Linked DNA regions of Ovis aries: regions 2 and 3 are each linked to region 1. Evidence: chromatin contacts called from public Hi-C data. All regions are on one chromosome and are shown on one strand. Each heading gives the region's core, a stretch centred on a gene start, on an enhancer-like site or on the middle of the called end of the contact. The rest is flanking DNA. Distances are from core to core; before and after follow the strand shown. Region 1 holds the start of RNASEH2B (ribonuclease H2 subunit B). Region 2 overlaps LOC105608011 (a long non-coding RNA gene). Region 3 has its middle 69 kb from the start of TRNAR-UCU.

Region 1 (3,463 bases), core at 483-2,982:
ATGCTGGGAGGGATTGGGGGCAGGAGGAGAAGGGGACGACTGAGGATGAGATGGCTGGATGGCATCACTGACTCGATGGACGTGAGTCTGAGTTGGTGATGGACAGGGAGGCCTGGCGTGCTGTGATTCATGGGGTCGCAAAGAGTCAGACACGACTGAGCTACTTCACTTCATAGCATTGTTTAGAATAACTGTTTGAAATAACCTAAATATTGCAAGTTAAGGAATGGGTGAGTAACCATGGTACGTTAGCAGTGTGAAATAGCCTGTCTCCAATGATGGTTCTGGATGCCATGGGAAAGGTATTTATGGCAATGTTAACAGAGAAAAGCAGACAAAAATAGTTTTGTACTGTCCATTCTAAAGGATATCAGTCCTGGGTGTTCTTGGGAAGGACTGATGCTAAAGCTGAAACTCCAATACTTTGGCCACCTCATGCGAAGAGTTGACTCATTGGAAAAGACTCTGATGCTGGGAGGGATTGGGGGCAGGAGAAGAAGGGGAAGACAGAGGATGAGATGGCTGCATGGCATTACCGACGTGAGTTTGAGTGAACTCTGGGAGCTGGTGATGGACAGGGAGGCCTGGCATGCTGTGATTCATGGGGTCGAAAAGAGTCGGACATGGCTGAGCAGCTGAACTGAACTGGACTGTGAAAACAACCACATAAAAACACATATTCAAACAGCCAATGGCTGGGAATGTTCAGAGAAAGATGAAAATAGCTCTAGAGCAATACCTCTCTGCGGCCTGCCCCAGAGCTGGCCTCTGGGTGCCCCTCCTCTACCAGAAAGGCTTCCTCTCCGCCAGGTGCTTCGTGCAGTCACCTTCAGTTGCATTTGTCTGCCCTGGTGGGAAGTAGGATGGAAACAGAATCTTTTCAGAAGGTCGAGATGATCTAGTGCTGCAGCATTTACCTATCTTCAAGATTAAACAAAAACCGCTAAGTGCCTTAAGAGTTATGCATATTACTCTTTCATCTGTGCAAAATAAGAGTAAGACACAGGAACTTGTTTGTGAATGGAAAAATTCTGGAAGAACGGATAAGAGACTGATAACAGTAACTACCCTGGGGGAGGGGGATTGGGGGTCTGGGGTAGCAGGGTGTCAAACTTATTCTTAAGTAGGAGACACACACTTGGTACCTTTTCTAAAACCGTGTACAATTAAAATTTTATTTTTGAGAAGTTTAAATACGTAAATATCATGACTCTGACTTTGTAAACATCGCTTTTAAAAAGTCTTGACTTGTTACAAATCAACGTCTTCCAAAACAACAAATGTACATTTTGGGCCTCAAACTGTGCCCCTCTTTGGAGTAATGAGGACCAACCCCAATTTGAGGTCTGCTTTGCATGCATTTTGTCAAGAATCACAAAGCACACCAGATTCTGGCATTAATTCCAACGCAGAATGCAAGCGCTATCCAGAAACGTTGACGAGGAACAGCGGCATGAGGATTCGGGTGTGACGGACGGTTTTCGTCCTCAGGAGGAATTTGCGCCAGGCTTTGCGTCCGGCCAGGTGTGCGCGCGTCCGCCAGCCTACTGGGGCGGCGAGCGTCCAGCCTCCGGGTGCCCCACGGCCCGGGGACCCGGCCTCGCCGCGATCTCCCCGGGCCGCGCCCCGCCGCGCGCGCGGACGGCCGCTGGGAGCGCGGACCCGGAGCCTCCGGGCCCCGGCGACCCCGCCCCCGGGCCGCGTCACGGGGCGCCGCGGGTGAGCAGCTACCATTGGCCGAGCCGCGGAGGGGGGAGAGGCCGCGACCCTTCCCTGCCGGCGGGCGACGAGCCAGGGGGCCGGCAGCCTGGGCTCGGCGCTCAATTTAAACTCTGAAATCTGGGCCGCTGGCGGACTCCGGAAACGAGACGACGTTCGCCCGGCCGGCCGCGCGCCCCGGGCCCCGCCGCATTCCCGGAATCGACCCTTCTCCCGCCATTTGCCACCCGCGTCTCGCCGAGCCCGCGCTCCGAGAGCTGAGGCCCGCGGCCGCCGGGAGCGGACGAGTGGCATGGCGCGCGGCGCGGACGGCGGGGAGGGGGCTCGCGTTTGGCAGCACGTGTTCCTGCTCCCAGGTAACCACGCCGGGCCCGGGGCGGCGGCGCGCGGGCGCGGGCGCGGCCCCGGCTCCTGCCCTGGGCGGCCCTGCCCGAGAGCGCGCCGGGCGGGTTCTCGGCGACGGGGCGCGCCCCCTCCGGCCCGCGGTCCCTCGCGCGCGCGCGAACCCTGACTGTTTGCGAGTCAGCGCCGAGTCTAGGGGCTGCCAACCCCGGCCCTGCCCCCGCGGCCGCGCGTGGGGGACCCGAGTGTCACCCGGAACACGTGGTTCCTCCTCTTGGTCACAGTGCCCTCGGTTTCGCTTTTTTTTTTTAAACCTGAGCCGGAAGCGCAGAAGCAGACCGAGTGGATTTTCCCCGTTCGGGTTCTTTGTGGATCGGGTGGCCTGGAGGGAGCGGCGCAGGCTTGGGGAGGGCCGCGCGGGTTCAGGACCTGGGGGCCAGCGGCGAGGCCTGGAGGTGTCTGCTCTTGGGGTGTAATTTGGTATGTCCTAGTTGACAGTTGTCTTAGCGTCTGAGCCCTACTAGATCGGAACCTAGAATCCAATAGGTTCGCATTGACCTGAAGGCTGTGCTGTCTTAACACTTTCCCTCCACTGGGACATGCCTTGATTTGTGAGGCTGCATGGTGGTGGGGGTTAGGACAGGGGTGATTCGGAGAGATTCAGGCAGGTAGCTAAGGATTGGAGCCAGCCTTGTCAGCCTCCCCGGGATGGTGACCACATCCAGGCCTGCAGGGGCTAAAGATGATGGACGTCAGTTGCCACCTATGATGGCATGAAGTGGCAGAATAAATGGAGTTTGGGACCAGGGAGTGCAAGCCAGAAAGTTTTGGCCTTTTCATAGAAGGATACATTGATTTGATGGCGTAATTGAATATAGGAAAGCCCATTCTTCTCTGTATCTAATTTTGAGATGTAGCTCAGCAAATGCAGTATTTTTGCAGTAAATGATACTCTGATGACAGATGTAGTTGCCCAGTAATTTAGATTTTTATATGTGCTTAGTTGCTCAGTCGTGTCCGACTCTGTGATCCCTTGGACTATAGGCTCCTCTGTCCATGGGGTTTTTCAGGCAAGAATACTAGAGTGGGTAGTCATTTCCTTCTTCAGGGGATCTTCCTGACCCAGGGATAAAACCTGAATCTCTTACGTCTCCTACATTGGAGGCCGATTCTTTACCTTCTGAGCCATCAGGGAAGATTTTTATGATAGATATTGAAAGTTATTACAGGATAATCTGTCAAGGATATTTTGTGTGTGTTTAATTTTCCTCTTTGTAAAGAATTATACATATCGTTGTCCCTTTATAAAGAAATATAACATATATATTGTTGTTTAATCATTTGGTCATGACCAGTCCGACTCTTTGTGAACCCATGAACTGTAGCCCGCCAGGCTCCTCTG
Region 2 (3,463 bases), core at 282-2,781, 920 kb before region 1:
GCCTCTAGCTGCTGTCTCAGGGCTGCCTGGCCTCCTGCCTGTCCCGACCCCTTGCACCTCTGCTCTGCCATTAATAGCTGTTTGTTGGTGGGGGAGAGACTTTCACTTCTACATTATGCTCTTCTGCACTGTCTGCATTTTCACATGTTGACTCTGTGTGTATGTGTATGAGGACACTGAAGTTCTTCTTTCCTTGCCTGCTTTTTTACAAAGCCGTGCATTATTTACATTAAATTATAAACGTGAGATGTTCACCCTGATGCAGCCTGCCTGTGGCTCCTCACAGTCACCCCTTCTCTCTGCTTCCCACCTCATTCTCTCTCCCTTTTCACCTTTTTCTTCTTCTCTGCTCTCATGAGGTTCCAGTGTTGCCTTTCTTCGTTTGCACAGATTTTTTTTTTTTCTCCACTGTACCCTTTGTGGGAACCGTCTTAGAGATTCCTCACAGGTCCTCATTTGTAATTACATTCTTCTTCGGTTGCCGTGATGGCTGACCTATAGGCCATAGCTCGGAAACACTTGTCCAGAGTGACTCCTGCATGGAGTGGCATATTTCTCCACTTCTTTTACTTCTTATCCTCATATGTTTTGACAACAATTACTAAAAACATGTTCTTCCTTTTCCTTCAAGTCCTTTTCCCTCTTGACTAGTATAGCAGGTTTTGTTACCAGCAGAACTTTCTCTAAAGTGAAAGGCGACAGAGAGTTAACTAAAAGACACAGTGAGCTGCTGGGTGTGTCCAGAGTCTGATTTGGTTTGAGAAGAGGAACAGAAACAATTTTTGTATTTTAGAAATCGAGGAGGCCTCTTGGCCTAGTTTGAAAAACACAAACAGATAAAATTCTGTTTTTAAAAAAATCCAATAAAGTCTAGTTGGGAAGCTAAGCTAGCATCTTGTTACTAATGCATCAGAGGTCTTAGTCACATATTTTTAATGCACTTGTTACTTACTAATTTAATATCCGAATGCATAGATCTCCTCCTGGCCCCTGTTAACCTTAATCGTGAGTTTTCTGTGCAGTCCCTCTGGCGCCCACTCTGGAGAGCTCGCTATTGGGACAGCTTCCAGGTAACCTGGGGCTTCAGCGAAGCACCGACCGATTGGCCCGGTCGCTCCTGTGCAGGCCGTGGTTTCTGCGCACACAGAAAATGATGGGGTGAGTCACAGTCCTCCTTTCCAACAAAAGGGCATTGTACTATGCTGTTTGGTTCAGGCTCTGGCGTGCCACTTGTGGTTGCAAACGTATGGGACAGGAGGCGGCTGCAGCTGCATTCTAATGGGCTGCTTCGGGTGTGCCCCGATAGACCGTGAGATACTTTAAGGCTGCGAGGCTTTGATTTACCTTCGATGCTCAGCGCTAAGTGCACTTGTGCTTAGCTTAGGGCAGCGCTAAGCCAGTTTGGCTTGGTTGGAAAGCTGCAAAAGAGGGGAAGGGCTAAAAGTTTGCGCTGTGCTGGGGGGAGCGGGAGAGCCCCCCTGATGAGGCCGGCTGGCCGGCCAAGCGCCGGCAGGGGGCGCAGTTGCACCAGTAGCTAGAACGCCCCACTTGTTTACTTGAGCGTTACCTTTTTCGTGAATCGGCAGGCGTGAGACCCTAGAAATTTAAACTTATACCTGCATATAAGTATTAGAATATGAACTATTGAACAGAACAAACTCGCATTATATTTAGTCCAAAAGGCACAAGAAGAGTCCGGAGTTAGCTTACTGAATACTGAGTCAGGACACCTCCCAGAGTTAGATCTAAAGAGGAAAATTACCTGGTCAGCCTTCCAGGAAATAATAATTTTGCATTCTGACGCTTCTTACACTCACTTGACGAACTATTTCTTCTGATTTAGCTACCTCATTTGTCAGAGGAGAAGCCGACATTTATGAATCCAGTCCTCTAGCCTCTGCAAGAGGATGTAGCTACAGAAAAATTATATAGAGCTTTTCTGGGTTTTAGCCATGCTTTGAAAACACCCCAAAAGAGGGCCATTTGGAAAACTGCACTTACAATCCTGCTCTCTCTCATATATACATACACACACACATATATACATATGTACATGTATAAAATATAACATTTACACACAAAAATATATGCATATAGTATATATTTTATGGGGCTTCCCAGGTGTCTCAGTGGTAAAGAATCTGCCTGCCAATGCAGGAGATGCAGGAGATGTGCATTCAATCCCTGGGTCAGGAAGATCCCCTGGAGTAGGAAATGGCAACCCATTCCTTTGGAAACCTCCATGAACAGAGGAGCCTGGTGGGTTACAGTCCGTGGGGCTGCAAAGAGTCAGACATGACTGAGCTACTGAGCACACAGTATATATTTTATATATGATAAATATATATTAAAAATCTATCTATCTCTGCCTGCAATGCAGGAGACTTGGGTTCGATCCCCTGGAGAAGGACAGGGTAACTCATTCCAGTGTTCTTGCCTGGGACATCCCCTGGACAGGGGAGCCTGGCAGGCTACAGTTCACGGGGTCACAAAGAGTCAGACATGACTGAGTAACCACAGCACAGCACGGCACATCTATCTATCTATTTTTCAGGCCCTTTATAGAGGCAGCATAGCCTAGTGACCTCAGCACACAATGTCACTGGGTTTGACTTCTTGGTTCTGTCACTTATTAGCTGTGTGACCTTGTGTAAGTTACTTAACCTCTCTGTGACTTAATTTTCTCACCTACAAATGAGGTTAATAATAGTAAATGTTTCATTAGTTTAAGGATTAAATAGGTTAATTTTGTAAAGCTCTTAGGATTATACTTGGTACATAAAAAAGTACTATAATAATTGTTAAATAAAATTCATAAAATTTTGAAAACACTATCTTAATCATGAATGTAGATCACATTTCATAGGTACTTTTTAAAAGGTTTGAGGTTGGCCTTTAATAATATCTTTTTTAGGGAAAATCTATCAGGTAATAAATGATAAAGATGTGAGAAAGAATGTGTGAGTGGTGAACCTGTCCACCAGATTGAGTCTGAAGCTTTACATTATGATTCCAGGTGAGGCTCTGGTTTCCAGGGTGCAGAAAAGTCATCTGACGATATTTTTTTTCTCATTTTGGAAAACTAAAAAACAGCCCCAGGAATTCCCTGGTGGTTCAGTGGTTAGGACTTTGGGCCTCCACTGTCAGGAGTGCAGGTTCCATCCCTGGTCAGGGAAACTAAGATTCCACATGCCATGTGCCGTGGCTGAAAAAGCAAACAAACAATAAAAAACCCAAAACAGAAATGCCAAATTCAAATGCCCAAATCTTCAGAGAATCATGTGCTTGGAGCACTTTAAATATAACTGCCCCCTTGTAGTCTGCTGTTTCGGAGGAATCACAACTTTCTTTCTGAAGCTGATTCTTCATCAGTTTCCTCCCCTGTTCCTGAGTGATCTGAGCCAGCCACTGTTGTATTCTGCTTGTCTGGGGGTGCTGCAGGGAGTGGCTGGCAGGAAAGATG
Region 3 (3,463 bases), core at 284-2,783, 780 kb before region 1:
TTGACCGTCCGGGGCCGTCCCCGCCCCCTCCGGAGCTGGGAGCCGCAGGGGGCCGGCACCAGCTTCCGCGCGGAGCCGCCCGCCCGCTCACACAATGGGGCGCGTCGGGGGAGGGCGGCCTCAGCCACCGCTCTGGGCCCGGGCTCCGGGCAGCTGGGGATGAAGCCAGGAGCTGGGGCAGCAACGAAAACCCCCTCCACCCGTCTCCTGCCCGCCCACTCCCACACTTCGAAATGGCTGCAGCCGCCGCTTAGGGGGCTGGGTGGGGGGGGAACGGAAGTGCCACCCCCTGCAGTCAGGGGACGGTGACGTCATCCCTACTGTCAGCCTGTAGCGGGGGCGTCTGCCCGTCACGTGACCCCCGCTCCTAGCCGAACCCCGCGCGCGCTCGCGCGCGCTCCCTCCCCCACCAGCTTCTCCCCAGCTCTCGCCCTCCCCGCTCCAGCGCGGCTGTCAACAGCGCCAGCTCCGCCCCCTCCCCCGCGCCCAGTGTAACCGCCACGGCGGCGCGGCGAGCGCTCGCGCTTGGGTCCGGGCGCCCCGGAGGAAAGCGTTGCCTTCTGTCCTCACCTCGCCCCCCTCCCCTCAGTCGCCGGCGCGGCGGGTCGCGTGGGCACCGGAGCCAGGAGTGTGCGGTGGCGTGCGGCGACAGCGCTTCTCCACTCAGCCCTCCCACAGCAGCTGCGCGGGACGAGGTGGGGACGCTAGGTCCGAGCTCCGAGCTCCGAGGGGGCGAGCTGGGCTCAGCAGCCCCCTGGTCCTGGCGCGTCTTCCCTGGGGGTTCGGTATCCCAAGCAGGAGCTGCAGCAGGGAGCCCGCCGTCGACCGCTCGCTCGCCCGCCCGCGCCCCCGCGGCGCTCCCGCCTCCACTCTCCTCGCCGCCTGGGCGGCGCAAGCTAGTCCTGGCTTCGTCTCTGGCCGCGGCGCGGCCACCGGCTGTACGACGAGGGGGGCCAGGCGCTGACCGTCTCCGGAGCCCCTCGGCCACCCCGCCGTGCACTGCTAGGCTTCCAGATTGGGTGGCTGTCACTGCTGCGCCTCGCTCTAATTTTTTCCCCCTTTATTCCCTTCTAAAAGTAGAGGCTTGGGGGAGGGAAGAGAAAACCCAGTGTAGAAAGGGGGCGGTGCGGACTGACCTGTCAACGGTGGAGGAGGAAGACCCCCCGATCCGGGCGAGCTCTCGAGCCCGCGCAGGGACCGGAGCCCTGGGTTCGCGCGGAGAGGCGCGGCGGCGGCGGCGGCAATGCCTCAGCCAGGTGTCCCCCCTCGGCGGGGCCCGCGCTGCCGCGCCCGCCCCCTCCCCCGGGCGCCGCGCTCCCCGCCCCATCGCCAGGGAACAGGGAACCCCCCAGCTCGATTTTTTTGTGCAGTTTCAGCAAAGCTCCGAGGAAGTTGGTCCTTTTGTTCCACTATTTATAGATTGCGTCAACATTGCGAAAAGGAGAAGGCGGAGCGGTGGCCCCTCCCCCCTCCCCTCCTCCAGCCGGCTCCTGGGAGAGAAAAGCCCCAGCACACGACCTAAGTACACAGCGCGCCAGCCGCCCGCCCGCCCCCGGCCTCCCGATCGCCGCCTCCCCCTCCTCCCTGCCCGGGCCAGAGCGCTGCCAACCCCGTCACGTGCCCGCCCGGGAAAACCAGCTCCCCGGGGCTCCGCGCCGCCCCCCAGGCTCCGTGGCGGCGGCCGCCTCGCTCAGCTGTGCGCCTGGCTCCTGGGCTCCAGCCAGTGACCCAGGCGTCGCGCACAGCGTGGGCACCCGCACCCTAGTCACCCGGGGTCCGCGACTCTCGAGAGTGCTCGCCAGCCATCGGCGCTTCCGCCCTCCTCAAACCTCCCCGCCACCACCACCCCGCCCGATCTCTGGAGCGCCACCGCCCTGGTCGCCGAGTGTGCGCGCGTTCGGGCCTCGCTGCAAGCTGGGGGCCTGACTGGGCCCTCGCGCGGCCGCTTCCCCAGACGAGGGGATGCCAGTCCCCCTTTCCCTTTTTCTCCCCCGCACGATCGGCTGCGGGCGGGGGACCGAGGGACGCCGGGGTGGCTGGCGGCCGCCCGAAGGCTGGCGGGCGGAGCGCGGGAAGTACGGTGCGGCCGTTCCGAGACGCGCGGAGACGCCCTGCCTCCTCCGCAGGTGCAGCGGGGCGTCGCGCGAGCTCAACTTACTGCCTCCCGGACTTCTGCGGACCGAGGAGTTTTGCAGACCTGAGCCGCCGTGGGGGTACTGGAGTTTCTGAGGAGTTACTGGAAGCTAGATCTGTGACAAAAAACATTTGAACTTTCTTCTCAAACCTGATGACGAAGTGATAGGCCCCGGCATACTCCCCGAAATGAAACTGAGCTCCCTTGCTGGCCTAAAGCTTCTGTTCCTGAGCTCGATGTAAACAAGGAGGGCGGTCAATACTAGAGGAAGGCCTTATTAAAAAAAAAAAAATAAAACAAGTGCAAGTAGCTGGTTTGAGTGTAATTTACCTTCGCAGCTTCCGGTCATTTCCCTTAGTGATTTATTTAGATCTTAGTTTAACTTTCCAGAGTCGGAATAAAAATAATTTAGCCCTTCAGATCACGGGTGGAGAAAAGTTCGAACTGAGCTGGGACGAGTGCAGGAAACGCGTCGGACCTTTCCGGGCAGTTGGACACTGTGGTAAACAGTCTGCAAGAGTTATTTTCTAAGGAGTTTGGAGAGACTGTTCCCTCGCACTCACCCTCGTTCGGGCTCAAGTGCAGGCCGCCGGGGGAGGAGGGCGGGACTCTGCCCCGGCCCTTGCCCGGGAGCGGAGCTTCCGGGCCCTGCGTTGGGCGCGTGCAAACCTAGGAGAGCTTTCGCACGGGCCACTCGGGGCAGCAACAAGTTTACCTCTATTTGAGAAACCTTTCCAAGTTTGGCTTTTTTTTTTTTTTTCCTTTAAGGGGGAGACCTTAGTCCATGAGTTCATCAGTTTAGGATACATGTGCTTTGCTCACCATTAAGAGAGAGGCGAGATAAAGTGAAGCGAGCCTGTGCAGTGGTTGCTGGGTTTTTCCAAAGCGCAGAGCTGAGTGGACGAGCAGCAAATGGGACTGGGCGTTGGTGCCCCCTCACACCTGATGGTACTCAGAGCTTGGGGTGGGAGCCGGATCCCGGATCTCGAAACTTCTCTCTCGGTTTCCTTCCAACTTAGTGAAAGGCTCCGGCCGCCCCTCTTCCGGCCTTTCTACCCTGCCTATTCGTCTGTATCTGCAAGACACAGTCCTCCTAAGCAGGCGAATTCGTTTCCGCGCCAACTTTGTTGCTTCAGTATCTACAAATCACGTTTCTTTACACGAAGAAAACAAGCCAGGCCTGCGGGCCCTTTTCGCCCATGCAAGGGACAGGGGTCCCAGGCCTCAGCCTGAGCCTCCCCCTCTCCCCGCCCAGCCTGGGACGGAACCGCGGTGTCCCCATCACTTTTGTCAGGACACGCGTTTTCCACCCCCATTTTGTTCTTCCGC

What was found. A called contact is a pair of places that touch in the nucleus more often than the background predicts.
Region 2: a contact with region 1 is called in a Hi-C map of muscle, with 8 times the contacts expected there. The contact joins the enhancer-like site here to the promoter of RNASEH2B in region 1. A contact is called at or near these places in 5 of 16 Hi-C or Micro-C datasets (blood, hypothalamus, liver and 2 more).
Region 3: a Hi-C map of liver shows a contact between it and region 1, with 2.9 times the contacts expected there. The contact joins the enhancer-like site here to the promoter of RNASEH2B in region 1. A contact is called at or near these places in 2 of 16 Hi-C or Micro-C datasets (liver and skin fibroblasts).

Annotation. Positions count from the first base shown.
Region 1 is chr10:20,676,819-20,680,281 of ARS-UI_Ramb_v3.0, forward strand. RNASEH2B (ribonuclease H2 subunit B) reads left to right here and starts at 1,733. Exons shown (of 11, transcript XR_006060939.2): 1 at 1,733-2,075.
Region 2 is chr10:19,759,405-19,762,867 of ARS-UI_Ramb_v3.0, forward strand. It overlaps LOC105608011 (a long non-coding RNA gene), which reads right to left. Exons shown (of 6, transcript XR_006060930.2): 4 at 953-1,135. Among named protein-coding and RNA genes, the nearest start is that of SPRYD7, 13 kb to the left of the region's middle. Within about 2 kb of position 1,532, at least 38 of the 54 cell types and tissues checked have an H3K27ac peak or open chromatin away from gene starts, as enhancers often do. A contact at or near this core is called in hypothalamus, liver and muscle, where this site is marked.
Region 3 is chr10:19,899,863-19,903,325 of ARS-UI_Ramb_v3.0, forward strand. No RefSeq gene overlaps it. Among named protein-coding and RNA genes, the nearest start is that of TRNAR-UCU, 69 kb to the right of the region's middle. Within about 2 kb of position 1,534, at least 48 of the 54 cell types and tissues checked have an H3K27ac peak or open chromatin away from gene starts, as enhancers often do. A contact at or near this core is called in liver, where this site is marked.